2 separate regions of the Hordeum vulgare genome follow, and region 2 is linked to region 1. A link is a contact called in public Hi-C data. All regions are on one chromosome and are shown on one strand. Each heading gives the region's core, a stretch centred on a gene start, on an enhancer-like site or on the middle of the called end of the contact. The rest is flanking DNA. Distances are from core to core; before and after follow the strand shown. Region 1 holds the start of LOC123444713. Region 2 holds the start of LOC123444715 (ubiquitin-conjugating enzyme E2-17 kDa-like).

Region 1 (6,521 bases), core at 2,486-4,985:
CACACTTAACGTTTGCTTTACCTAAAACAAAAATAAAAATTAGAAGTACTTAGTAGGTGTAATAGATAGGTTTGTAAGATAATAAAGAACAAGTAAATAAAAGTTAGGTGTTGTTTTGCAAGAAAATAAAGAGCGTGAAAATAAAAGTTAAGAGTTATTTAGTAGAAAGCTTTTTGTGCAATGCAAGAAAAATATTATCCATAGGCAATTAAATATAACAACATAGCTATTTATCATGTATAACGAGGGAGAGGCATACGCTAACACACTTTTTGTACTTGGATCATATGCATTTATGATTGGGCCTCTAGCAAGCATCCGCTAACACAATAACATGTTTTAAAAAAAATAGCAAGAGGCATGGTTTTGCCTTCACGAGAGCCGCGACCGTGTCTTTCGAAAACTAAAAAAACTCGTTTTCTGATTATTATTTTCGAGAGACACGGTTTTGTTTCCGCGACAAGCACCGTTTGCGTCCACGAGAGGCATGGTTTTGCCTTCGCGGCCGTGCCTCTCGGAAAGGGGAAAATGCGTTTTTTTTCGCGAGAGGCACGGTTTTGCTTTCGCGAGAGGCAGTATTTTGCCTTCGTGAGAGGCATGCCCGTGCCTCTTGGAAAAGGAAAAACACGTTTTCTTTCCGCGAGAGGCACGATTTTGCCTTCGTGAGAGCTCGGAAAAGGAAAAACACAGGAAAAAAACGTGTTTTCTATTTATTTTTTCTATCGCGAGATCTCGATGCGAAAAACCCAACAATGAAAGCGGTTCAATATTTGGACGCACGGTTTAGAAGATAAAACATTTTGAAAATACAAATCTACGAAAAACGAAAAAACTCCAAGGTTGCGATAAGTGTCATACATGTAGTGCGTCATTTGTCACACTCTAGAAAGGTAGAAGTGATCTTTAAAAAATGTATTCCTCAATTAGTGATTTCGACAAAGACGTGGCTTTCTTCTCCTTGAGCCATGTCCATTACGAATAGATCTTTAAAAGGCCTCCTACCTTTACAAACATTTTTGAGGCCAATCCATAATATTGGAAGCTTTTGGACAACTCCAGCCGTCTGGAGTCCCCACGGCTTCAAGAATAAGAAGAATATTCACAAAACCTTTTCCCTGATCTTTCCATACTTTTAACAGTAAGATGTACTTTCTTCATTCCTAAACATAGGTCTTTAAAAATAAATTTACTATGGATTATATAAGAATGTATGTAAACGTATTTTACAGTGTAGGTTCATTTTTTCTTCGTACGTAATCCGTATTGAAAATTTTAAAAAGACTTATATTTAAAAACAAAGAGCAATACTTTATTTTCAATGGGAAAAAAGATGGTCCACACGTACAAAGTGAGTGAAAACAAATAAAGTAGCGCAATGTAAAAGAAAATAAATCATTACAGAAAAAAAGAGGATAGAACAAAGCTGAAAGATAAAAGAAAAAAAAATCTAATCTGTAGCATGCGCATCAATGCATTCCGATGTGGCGGCTCTCCACCACGTCTGATTTTGTTTTTTTTTATAGCCACACGTGATTTCTTGGCGCGTGATTAGGTGGTGTAATTTTTTCCTATCTCATGAGACAACACAGTGCTATAGTACGATCAAACCCCTCCCTCTTTGTCATACATGCATGCAATGATGTCATCAGGTTCTATCTAAATGACCGGAATTAAAAAACTTTTATCTTTTAAACCGTTATTTCGATCCATGATCTGTTTTTGCCGTTAACTTTGTTTCGACGAAATCTTCAAAATTATATCCCATTTTGACATGTTTTGACAACTTGTTTTTTCCTCGTACTTACCACATTTGTTGCACTTACTTGACATATTATTAAGTACTTACTTGTTTGATAAAAATAACTTAATCATCATATTTTTAGAAACTGCGTATAAATATGACATCTCGACATAATCAAACTCGTAAGCGCAAACAACTTTTTTAGGCGATTACGCGTAAAAATATGACAACTCAACATATTTAAATTCGGTGACCACAAAAAGTCTCTTTTGGTCATTATTTGTAAATATGACAACTCGTTATAGTTAAACTAACAAGCACACAAAATAGTTTTCTTGCAAAGTATGTAAGTATGACAAGTTGACATATTTAAAATGGCAATCACAACCTATGACATGCTTTTATATGATGTATAATGAAAACTGCTACAAGGCTTTGTACGGAACAACATTAGAAAATGTCAATTAAGTTATTTTTCTCAGGCAAGTATGTGGTTAATAATATAGCAAGTGAGTCAAAAAATGTGGCAAGTATGAACAAAAAAAAAGTTGACGAAATATGTCGACATGGGATCTAGTTTCGAAAAAATCACCGCAAAAAAGTCAATGATGAAAGCGGATCATCGATTGAATTAACGATTTTGTAAATATATTTTTTAAAATTTCAAACATCAAAGAGAATTTTAATGACATCATTGCATGCATGTATGCATGCATGATGAAGAGAGAGAGATTTGACCTAATACCAATGCTTTTTTGAAGTAACCTAATAATAGAGCAAGACGCGGGTGGGGCGCCGCTCGGTAGTGTTGCCCAAGATAAAATTGCAAACAAAGTGGTCCTAGGGGAAAAACTTATTTCCCCAGTGTTCGTGCTTTCACGAGAGGCCGCTGATCCTAGTAAATGGAAGCTTCTCCCGTTCATTAAGTGACGTCGACGCTGCATAAATTACTCCACTTGACACGACACGACACGACACGCAGCGGGCTGATACACACGACACGAGTCGTTCATGAAGTAGGAGCAATGTTCTGCATTTGCAGGTGCGCAGTGCGGCACCTCTTCCAAAACGATCAGAGCAGATTGTATCGAACGTACTGGAAAAGATGTGTGTGTCACCAGTCGACGATCGACGATCCTCAAGCAGCGAGCAGGCCTGCGTTGACCTCGACCCCTCATGGCCTCAAACCTTCTTGTTAATTTGACAGTTTATCATTATTCGATCTAACTTAATAACCAAACTAAACTACACTGTGCTGTCGTTGACCAAAGGCGTGGCATGACCTGGCTAATCAGCTAGCACAACATGTGGAGCTGAGGCTCATATTTGACTTTCATTAGCCAAACTGCTACGATGACCGCTGGCCAAATTCGCTGTTCAGGAAGTGAAATACCGCTGCACATAAAAAAAAGTTATGGAGTTCATATCAGTAGGAGTAGCAGTTCAGGAGTACATATTTGACCACACAGTAAACATGGTGAGCTATCTCATACTCCCTCCGTAAACTAATATAAAAACATTTAAGACACTAGTTTAATAATCTAAACGTTTTTATGTTAGTTTATAGAAGGAGTAGTATTCAAAATTCAGGAGACACCTGATAAAAGAAAAAGGAAAAAGTCAACAATCAACGCTCCAATTTTGACCAGACCCTCTCTCACCGTCCCACGGCACGAGGACCCCCATTACCCATCGCCATCGGCAACCGACTGACAGATGGGCCCGGAGACAAGGAGATCCCGTCGTGCGACCCCATAACCCCGACACGTCGCCTCTATCCCAGCAAAACCCGCCGCCGACTTTTCCATATTCACCGCCCGCTTTTTTACCCCCTCTACCCCACCCGCACCCAGCTCCCCCACTGACAGCCGGCCCCGCACGCCCCTGGTCCCACGCGTAGTGTATCCCGTGACGGCCGGGCCCCACGGCATTTACCCGCCCAGCGATTCGAAAAACGGGAAAGCCAAATCAAAGCAGCGCAGACGGAAGCGGGGAGGAGGAAAAAAAGTTTAACAACAACTGCGACGAGCACAGCACACGCACGCACGCACGAGCCCGTCTCTCTCGCTTCTTCCTCCCCCCCTCCCCTCCCCTCCCCCGTCCCGGCCGCGACCTCGCGCGCACGCCTCATCGGCCATCGCCGCAAGCGAAGGCCAATCCAGGAGGACGCCGTGGCAGGGGGCTCCACCGGACCGTCGCCGTCGGCGTGAGTGGAGGCGGGATCCGGATCCCGTGCGGCGGAGCGATCCCCGGCCGCCCCGCCGGATCGCCGGAGACAGCGTAAGCAGCCGCGGCTTTGATATCGGGTTCGGCCTTCGCTGGCACGCGTTTGAGTGCACAGGTGATAATTTTTTTTGTTTTGGGCCGCCCTCTCGGCCTGCAGTTGCTGCTGGTGTCCGTCCGGTGAGGGGATTTTTGGAGCCTGAGGCGGGGATTCGGCGATGGAGGAGCTGCTGGGCACGGAGATCGGCAAGCACGACTACGACTGGTGATGCACTAGACCAATCATTGCTCCCGTTTTGGCGGTGATCTGATTCGCTCAACATGCGTGCGGTTTCGTGTTTTTTTCCCCTTTGCAATCGGACGGCGAGCCCTCGGTCCAAGCTTAGTGTTATGGATGCAATGCTGTCTTTTGAATCTGCGGTAGTGTCCCACACACATGGCAGGGTGTTGTCGGATGTCGGTTGTGGCTGGTGCTATTGTTTCTGGGTTAAGGTTTCCTCGTAGCGAATAACTGAAGCTGTTTGGTTTAGTTAGGATTTGTTGCAACCGGATGGATGGATGGTTGGTCGGTGGGGCTCCTTCTTAGCAGAGCAAACGCATGGGACATAACATACTCTATGTCACTTTATTATCTCGGAGCAAAATAGATAAATGCCACAGCAATTAGGTAGACCGATAGCATTGCCAACTTTAGGATGTCCTAAATCGTACCAGTAGTATACTGCAATACTCTAATTGCACTGTCACAGAGAGTTATTGGACTGTCAAAACCATTTAGGAATAACTCTAGGTTGGCCCCGCAGCAACTGGCGAACCATAAATATGGCTGATAAATTTTCAATCTTAGTTTGGTTGAGTTCGTCATTTTGTGTATAATTACTGCAGTGTTTCAGTTGCAATTATATAGTGACCTGTAAAAACCGTACTACCACATCTTATATTAGATGTAAGATAAAGTTGGTTTGGATGTCATTTACAGATAATTATATTGAGTAGTGCTTGCCAAAATATGTGGTATTTTGCTGCTGGATGAGATATATGCTTCTCATGCTCAAGTGTTTTGTGCTTCGGCTTTCTATTGATAAAACTTTTACGATTTACATAACATGTGAATGCGTTCCTCAGGCTTCTTACTCCCCCGGGAACACCCCGTGCTCCTGCACCGGAGGTTGCTGAGAAAGCCCCACCATCAAATGTGCCTAAACGGACTGTCACTAGATCGTCCTCAACCGCCAGAGCATCAAGGGTTGGTACTATTTTCTTCAGATATGTTTGCATTCTGGTAGTTCAGCTTTCATTATTAATTGTACTCCCTCTGTAAAGAAATATAAGAGCGTTTAGATAACTACTCCCTCCGTCCCAAAATAAGTGTCTCAACTTTATACTAGCTCTAGTACAAAATTGTACTAAGCTTAAGACACTTATTTTTGGGACGGAGGGAGTATGAAGTAGTAATCTAAAGGATCTTATATTTCTTTACAGAGGGAGTAGTTTAAAGGAAGTATATCTTGCTTTATTGACCTGTTACATGCCTGTCAAGGTCCCTCTATACACATGTTACTGGTCGTACATGTAGAACTAGGAATGCACTGGGTCCAGAGTTCAAACCTCAATAGGTTCAAGACTCAAAGACTAGTTTGTGCAAAACTACAGTCACACACGTACGCACACGGCATTGGTGTGTGTTTAGAACTTTAGATACTGCATGCCTGAATTGAAGAGGTTGTTGTGAACAACGTACCGTACTTAACTGATCTAAAGTAATTAATAGCCGAAGTAAATCACTGGAGTCATTCAAACCCTGCCTACGGAATGCACCATATCATCTGTGGGTATTCACTGCTGCCTATTGTTGCTAAGGTCTTAGCTTTCCTCTGTAGTTTTTCTTCACTGGGCATAATTCAAAAGGGGTTTGCATGAGGCTACAAGCCCAAGGGATTTTGCTAAGTTCTTTTATTTAGTATGATACCGTGGACAACAATGTAAAATCGTGTTTGAAGGATTCTATATAGCTTGAATAGTTGTTCAGGCCTGTTACTTCCGACCTGCAATCTCACTGTAGTAAAAATGCACGGTCTCTCAATGGCCTTTTGGCTGACGACTTGTGTGGGTCTGATCTTCCACCCAGCCTCCACAGTCAGCGGCTAGCTTCACTGATTTTGGCCATCCATGCCATCCCGGCAGCGTTGCGCAAGGGCATTCCTCATCCAGTTCACTATCTGGTAGATCTAGAGGAACTACAATGTGCAGGTCTTCCCTGTGATGTGCACTGCATGTTCACAAGCTACTGCATGGGCAGAAGCTGGGGCGTCAGGCCTCAGGGAGATTATTTTGGCTGGCCATGCCGTGTTGTAGTCCTTTTTGGTGTAATGGCTGTAACAAGCGCTAGCCCCCTTTCTAATTAGTGCATTGGCACACAAAGCTTTTGTGTTTTTTCACAAAAAAAAACTGATTGCTGATCTTACAAAGCCAGATAAAGGTGAAAGAAATGTTTTATACATCCTGGGAAATTCACAGGATATTGTAATTGTAATACATCTAAATTTCAGGCTTCGTA
Region 2 (6,521 bases), core at 2,551-5,050, 300 kb after region 1:
CACCCGAGGGGTCAGCCTTCAGTAGCCTAGTACTAGTAAGACTTGTGGTGAAGCTTCTTTACGCCAAACTGACAATTCAAGGCATAGTCTATTGTTCAGTTGTAAAGGGGTGTAGCTACTTGTTCTAGGTGAAGCTCAACCTTAACAGGTCTTCACTGAAATGCCGGTATATTAAAACAGTGGTTGGAACGAGGGAACATGATGTGCCCTTGAGATCTGGTGGGGGATTGTTGGAAATTATTGGTGGGCTTTAGACCCATAAGAGAATTTCGGAAATCTCCAAGGGCCCATGTAGGTGGTGGCATGACAAGGTGGTGGTGGGAAGTTTAGTCCCACCCCGCGAGTGGAGAAGAAGTTGGACTCCTTTATAAGGGTCTCTCTTCTACATTCTATTGGAGAGTGAGAAGAGAAGAGGCCCTCGCGCATTACTCCTCCGCCGCCCGCCACGCCACGACGCGGTTTGCGGGAATGAGCCGAGTCGAGCTCATACCTACGCGCTTATTTTTAGCCGTCACGAGATCAGATCACCTCTGCCTCACGCGCTCGTTCCTTTGCTGCTGCTGCCGCCGGCGACTCCGTCCCGTTCACCGCGTACACGGTCGACGGGAGAGCAGGCCTCCGAAACCCCGCCTCTCTGGTTCTTGTATGGGAGAGGGGCGATTAGGTTTTTGGGGAGTGATCACGCGGCTACTCGCCTCCGTTCGTCTGCTTCGTCTATGTCCGCGTCGTCCTCATCATCGCCATGGCTGAACCAAGCGAAGCCAACTGTCTCCTCCTCGAGAAGGCCGAAGCCGAGAAGAAGAAGGCAGAGGATGCTGCCGCCGCCAACGCTGCTGTTACGACCAAGTGGCCAATCGGAGGGATAACCTGTTTATCCCGCTCCTGTTTACTTCTGCCCTAGCAGTACTAGCTATATGCGTAGATGTTTATCCTATATGCGTAGTACTTGCTACTATGCTGTGTGATCAGTATGTCATGAATCTAGTCAATGCCATGTTAGTAATTATTTCATGAATTAATCTACTCGGAAAATTGCCTATTTACTCAACAACAACTATGTCTACTATCTTACGGATAACATCTACCCCAGGTGACAAACATTTGTGAAGCCGATGACGACACCGCAAGGTAAGAAAAATCTTGATTTCCATAATGCTCATTCGGCGGCTAGAAAAGATGTGGAGAGAGCTTTTGGAATTTTGCAAGCCTAATTTGCTATTGTGAGAGGACCGGCTAGATTTTGGGATCAAGATATCTGTCGGTACATCATGAACGCTTGCGTTATAATGCATAACATGATCATCGAGAATGAGCGTGGGCATGATTTAAGCTATTCTCAGTATGAGTTATTGTGAAATCCCGTGCGAGTGCGAAGGACGGCTGCGAGGATAAACACGATTTATTGCCTTCTATCAATGTCATTCAACGTGTCGAAACGCATGATGATCTTCAGAAGGATCTAATCATGAAGAGGTGGGCATGGCATGACCGTTAAATTAATTTGATGTTGTATGTCTCATGTAATATTGTTGAACTATTTGTTGTACTGAAAATAAACTATTTATTTGAGTTGCAATAATAGTTGGACTATTTATTATTAATTTATTTTATTTTGGTGAGAAATATTGTTTGGGTTAAGCGCGGCGTTGTAAATATAGCGCGCCTGCATTTTGCAGCGTCTGCTGGAGCGACAACGCCCCACGTCTGCTGGAGTTACAACATCATGCAAAAGGATGGAAGGATGATTTTTTTTTCTTTTTGTTCTTCTTTTGCCGATGTAGCTCATTTCAGAATTGATACTACTATTATGTTGATCGCTATTAAAAGGGGTACAGTCAGCAACTTGATGAGGCTGTCTTTGGTAATCAACAGCTTTGGCGTGAAGTTCTTTCTGTTGTACTGAAACTTTAGTTGTCTTAGCTTTTTTGAATGGTTTATATCTTTACCTAATAATAAAGAGGCTATCGCTTTCGTCGGAAAACCCACCGAGCTGATTTTACAAAAATGTCCTTACTGTTTATGACATTAAACTCGTAGTATATATTAAATATTTTTTAAAATACTCATATCTTTTAAACCGTAACTCCAAATTTAACATATTATACATGGAATTTGATTAGAAAAATATGTAGAATTTAAATATGATATTATTTTATCTGTTAAACGTTTAATAAAAATACTATCTAGGGTGCAATCTTAATAAATAAGTCATTATTCGTCTTTCTTTCATACCGGTACTCATCCGGGTTAGGAATGAGCACGTCAACAAAATCAGGATTAGAGATGAAACTGAAGGTCACTTGACTAATTCTTTGTACGTATTAAATCTACATGCAAGCCGTGTTAAAATAGAAGACCTGTGAAATTTTGAACTGCATTTTTGTAGGATAAGACCATCTTTATTTGTATCGTAACTATAAATTCTTAAATTATAGACATTTTTTATAAATTAAGAGCGTGTGCCGTGTGGTATTTCTTTCTCCCGTTGTAATTTTTGTTATTCAACCCGCGCTCCATCATTTATCTGCAACGCAAAAGGAAAAACGATTCGCTGCAAAAATTATACCCGTACGCATCGCCTCCTCCCGTTGACCCTGGGCCACCCCGGACTGTGCCCAGGCCGCCGCCACACCACTCGCCGCCGCGGCCGACCTCAACTGCCACCGCTGCCGATCTCAACCCACCCGCCTCCGCGGCCGTACCTCTCCCCGCTCACTGCCCCCGTTGCGGCGCTCGAGCGCATCGCGTCGACCCTGGTCCACCCTGACGTGTGCCCAGGCCGCTGCCACACCACTCGCTGCCGCGGCCGACCTCAACCACCACTGTTGTCGATCTCAACCCACCCGCCTCCAAGGCCGTACCTCTGCCCGCTTGCTACCCCCGTTTCGACGCTCGAGCACAGCTTCTGGATCAAATCAACGCGACATCTACAGTGACTGGGGATGATGCGTCTGCTCGATGCAGAACGACGGAGGGAAGTACTTGCAGGTGGAGGCGGGCCTCCATGGCTCACACGGGGAACTCCGAGGTTATGGCGCGGCAACGGCGACTCCTTATGGCCAGATAGAGGCGCCTAACCCTTGCTCCCCTCATCGTATCCCCTCCTCCGGCAGGAACTCATCATCTGGTGAGATCCCCTCCTCATGCCTCCAACAGTGTGCCAAGCACCGGCAAGAAATTTTATTTTGTGGGGATTTGTTTGCTGATGAATGAATGTATTGAATGTAAGATTGTATTGTTGTACAGACAGAGAATGGAACACCACCTTCAGTTTGTCATCTGATCCCACATTCTCTATCCCATGAGTGAAATAAGATAGCAATCCGTTGATCAATTCACGTAGCCGCTTTGTTTTGCTTTGCTTGTCCCGCTCAATTTCTCATCATGGTGGAATTAACAATGGATGGGTTGATTTCTCAACAAAATAGGATAGGACTGACTACATTAGTTAGTTAACTTATTATTTTAATAAATGAAAATGATTATAAAAAGATTAAAAGTGTGTGGTATTTTTTTCTCCCGTTGCAACGCACGGGCCCTTTTGCTAGTATATCTTAAAGAGAAAAAGAAAAGAAAAACCGCATCCCCATCTTTTGAATGGTTTATATGCACCGGTAGTAAGGTTCCATAGTTGAATAATTTGGACCCGTTCAACACGCCTAACTTGGACCGCCGAAATTCCCCGTTGGGCACTCATCACTGTGTCGACATCGCCTTCACACCAGAGAACCGTATTCCGACGCCTCGTCCGCTGCTAGATTTCCTTGCCGTAATTATTTCAGCAAGGAAAATATAACGCCCTGTATCGGGTTCGGGTGCCAACAAAACAGAGGGAGCAAAACACACCCCGAGCGGAAAAGGAGCGAGGGCCTCTCTCTCCATCCCCGACCTCTCGTGGCCGCTGCGAAGAAAAGGTACCCCTCCCTCCGCCTCCTCCTTCGATTCCGTCAGATCGGCGCAAGTAGCTCCGTGTCCCGATCCCGATCCGCCCCCGTCCCGGCCTTCGCGTAATTTATCCCCCGATTCCGTTGGCCGTGTCTGGATTTATCTTTTGTTTTGTGGTAGATCCGTGGCCCGGCGCCCGGCGTCGCCGCGCCGCCTGCGGCAGGGCCTGTGCTGCGCGTTAGATTTGTTGCGCGCCGGTGGCGATTCGCCCACCGGCCCGTCGATTCGATGCGTGTTCGCTCAACCCGCTGGGTCGTCATCGTCGATCTGTTGCGTGACGTGATTCGTTAGAACCAATCGTCGTGTTTTGTTGTTCCTCTTGTCGTGTAGGCTAAACGGTTTTTGCTAGGTCTCAATCGACTGGGAATTTGTAAGTCTCGATCGATTCAAAAAAAGTGCGACTTGTTTTTTTTTTTTCTGCGCGTGGAAGGCGTCGTTGCTTGTCAGTGATCTGTTGTATGGTCGGATGGATTTGTGAACCTGTGGGATTGATCTGGTGGGATATGCCTTGCTTGTTAATGTAGCTTAGCAGCCAGATGATTTCTACAGATCGTTATCTGTTAATGTTAATTTGATAACCGCATTAATTTTTATTTATTTATCCCAGTATGAGTCTTGCACCAGTTTGTTTGATTTTGCCACCTTTAAGATAACTTGGTTGTGTTGGTGTGATGGAACAAATATGTTAAGGTTAACGAATCATTACTTAATCGAAGCTTCGTGTTCTAGATTACTTTGGACAAATATATACGAGTAAGTAGTGAAGTTACTTCAGCGCCAGGCTAAATACTTTGAAGCAATAAACCCGTATTGTTGTATCTTTTGCTTTTTATTATTCTTATGCTGCCAACTTATTGCAGTATGTGGTGAACGAAAATATGTTTAAACTCTAGAGTTAGTAACTTATTCTTGAGTCTCATAAACATGCAAATGTAACTCAAAGCAGGAGCTTATCATGGCTTCAAAACGTATCCTGAAGGAACTCAAGGACTTGCAGAAAGATCCTCCGACATCATGCAGTGCAGGTACGAGCCAGATATATAATTCACTGATGACTAATATCCATGTTGTGTGTATCTTAGCAGCGTTGATATGCTATGGTCATGTGAACTATCACCGGAAGTTTTTATGGCGTCGGCCCATTGATAAATTGGATTATTTCCTAATATACTTTTCATTTTGCTCAGTCACTTATCCAGGAAATTGAACTATAACACACAGTTTCATTCACTGTTCTTGCCCAAAGAGATTGTATCACTATGCCAGTTTCTGTCTGTCAGTGTCCTTTTACGGTTGACTAGCTAAATTGATGTTTTTATTTAAGAAAGGTATCTTGCATAGAGTCTTCCTAAGTACTCTGTATATTCCAACTTAGTAACTGATGAACAGTCATCAACAACCACTACAATTGACCATCAGTTCTATAATCAGGATTATGTCGTGCTGCTGCTTGGTGCTTACTCCCTTGTTTGCACAAATGATTGTAGTGATTTATTATAGGTTCCTTTTTATTTAGGTCCTTCTGGCGAGGATATGTTCCATTGGCAGGCAACCATCATGGGCCCTCCTGATAGTCCCTATGCTGGAGGTGTTTTCTTGGTGAATATCCATTTCCCCCCGGACTACCCCTTCAAGCCTCCGAAGGTTAGTGCTGAACAATGTTGAGCCAAACAAATTTCCTTGCATCTTTGCCATCTTTATTGGAACATGAATCTTGTCAAACTGTCAGTATGTCTACCCTCTTCATGTTCCATTGATGTTTCAGTGTTAGCTTGTCTGATTTATGTTCATCCCTACATTTTGACATTAAGGACCAACTATATCTTTTTATATCTCAATGTTTTTACAGAAATCGTTATTATATCACCTCTTCTTTTTTAGAAAAATATTCTGTTTCTGAATCTATCTTTTCTTTTATCACCCCATTCTATGACAGGGTCAACTTTGTGGCCCTACTTGTTTTTTTAATCTTCTCTTTTCCTCCTTGTACTGTTCTAAAGTGTCTCTTCCTTCAGGTATCGTTCAAGACAAAGGTCTTCCATCCGAACATCAATAGCAATGGAAGCATATGCCTCGACATTCTGAAGGAGCAATGGAGTCCTGCTTTGACGATCTCTAAGGTGCTCTCAAAGCATTTCATTCCTTTACATCTTCTCTGTTGTGCTGTATATACAATAGTAAATGAGTTATTTCCATGCCCTTGCACTCTCGATGAGCTACAGTTGTTTGTATTGCCTCATTACACAATTTATAATCTCAACTTACATGTTTGATGTGATTTGCTGGACACTACTACAAAAAGTTTTAATTTTTGTCATCTGGTACTGTCATGACCTTTTGGCTGGAGTCTTAATGTTAGTCATGACCTTTTGGCCGGAGTCTTAATTGTTTGTCATGACCTTTTGGCCGGAGTCTTAATTGTTTGTCATGACCTTTTGGCCGGAGTCCTAAGTGTTTGTCTAAATGCAGTTATTTGGTGTTACCTCATGTTGATGCTAGCATATTGTTAGCAAATATTAAGCTCAACTACTTTTTTGGGGTTCAAGACATTGCAAACCGTCCCAACAATAACTGTA

The links. A called contact is a pair of places that touch in the nucleus more often than the background predicts.
Region 2: a contact with region 1 is called in a Hi-C map of seedling, with 4 times the contacts expected there. The contact joins the promoter of LOC123444715 here to the promoter of LOC123444713 in region 1. A contact is called at or near these places in 2 of 6 Hi-C or Micro-C datasets (leaf and seedling) and 1 of 1 datasets of contacts at active chromatin or transcription factors (embryo).

Annotation. Positions count from the first base shown.
Region 1 is chr3H:527,972,244-527,978,764 of MorexV3_pseudomolecules_assembly, forward strand. It overlaps LOC123444713, which reads left to right and starts at 3,736. Exons shown (of 5, transcript XM_045121528.1): 1 at 3,736-4,021; 2 at 4,125-4,229; 3 at 5,090-5,210. The coding sequence starts at 4,183.
Region 2 is chr3H:528,270,773-528,277,293 of MorexV3_pseudomolecules_assembly, forward strand. LOC123444715 (ubiquitin-conjugating enzyme E2-17 kDa-like) reads left to right here and starts at 3,801. Exons shown (of 5, transcript XM_045121531.1): 1 at 3,801-3,914; 2 at 4,892-4,970; 3 at 5,462-5,589; 4 at 5,961-6,065. The coding sequence starts at 4,901.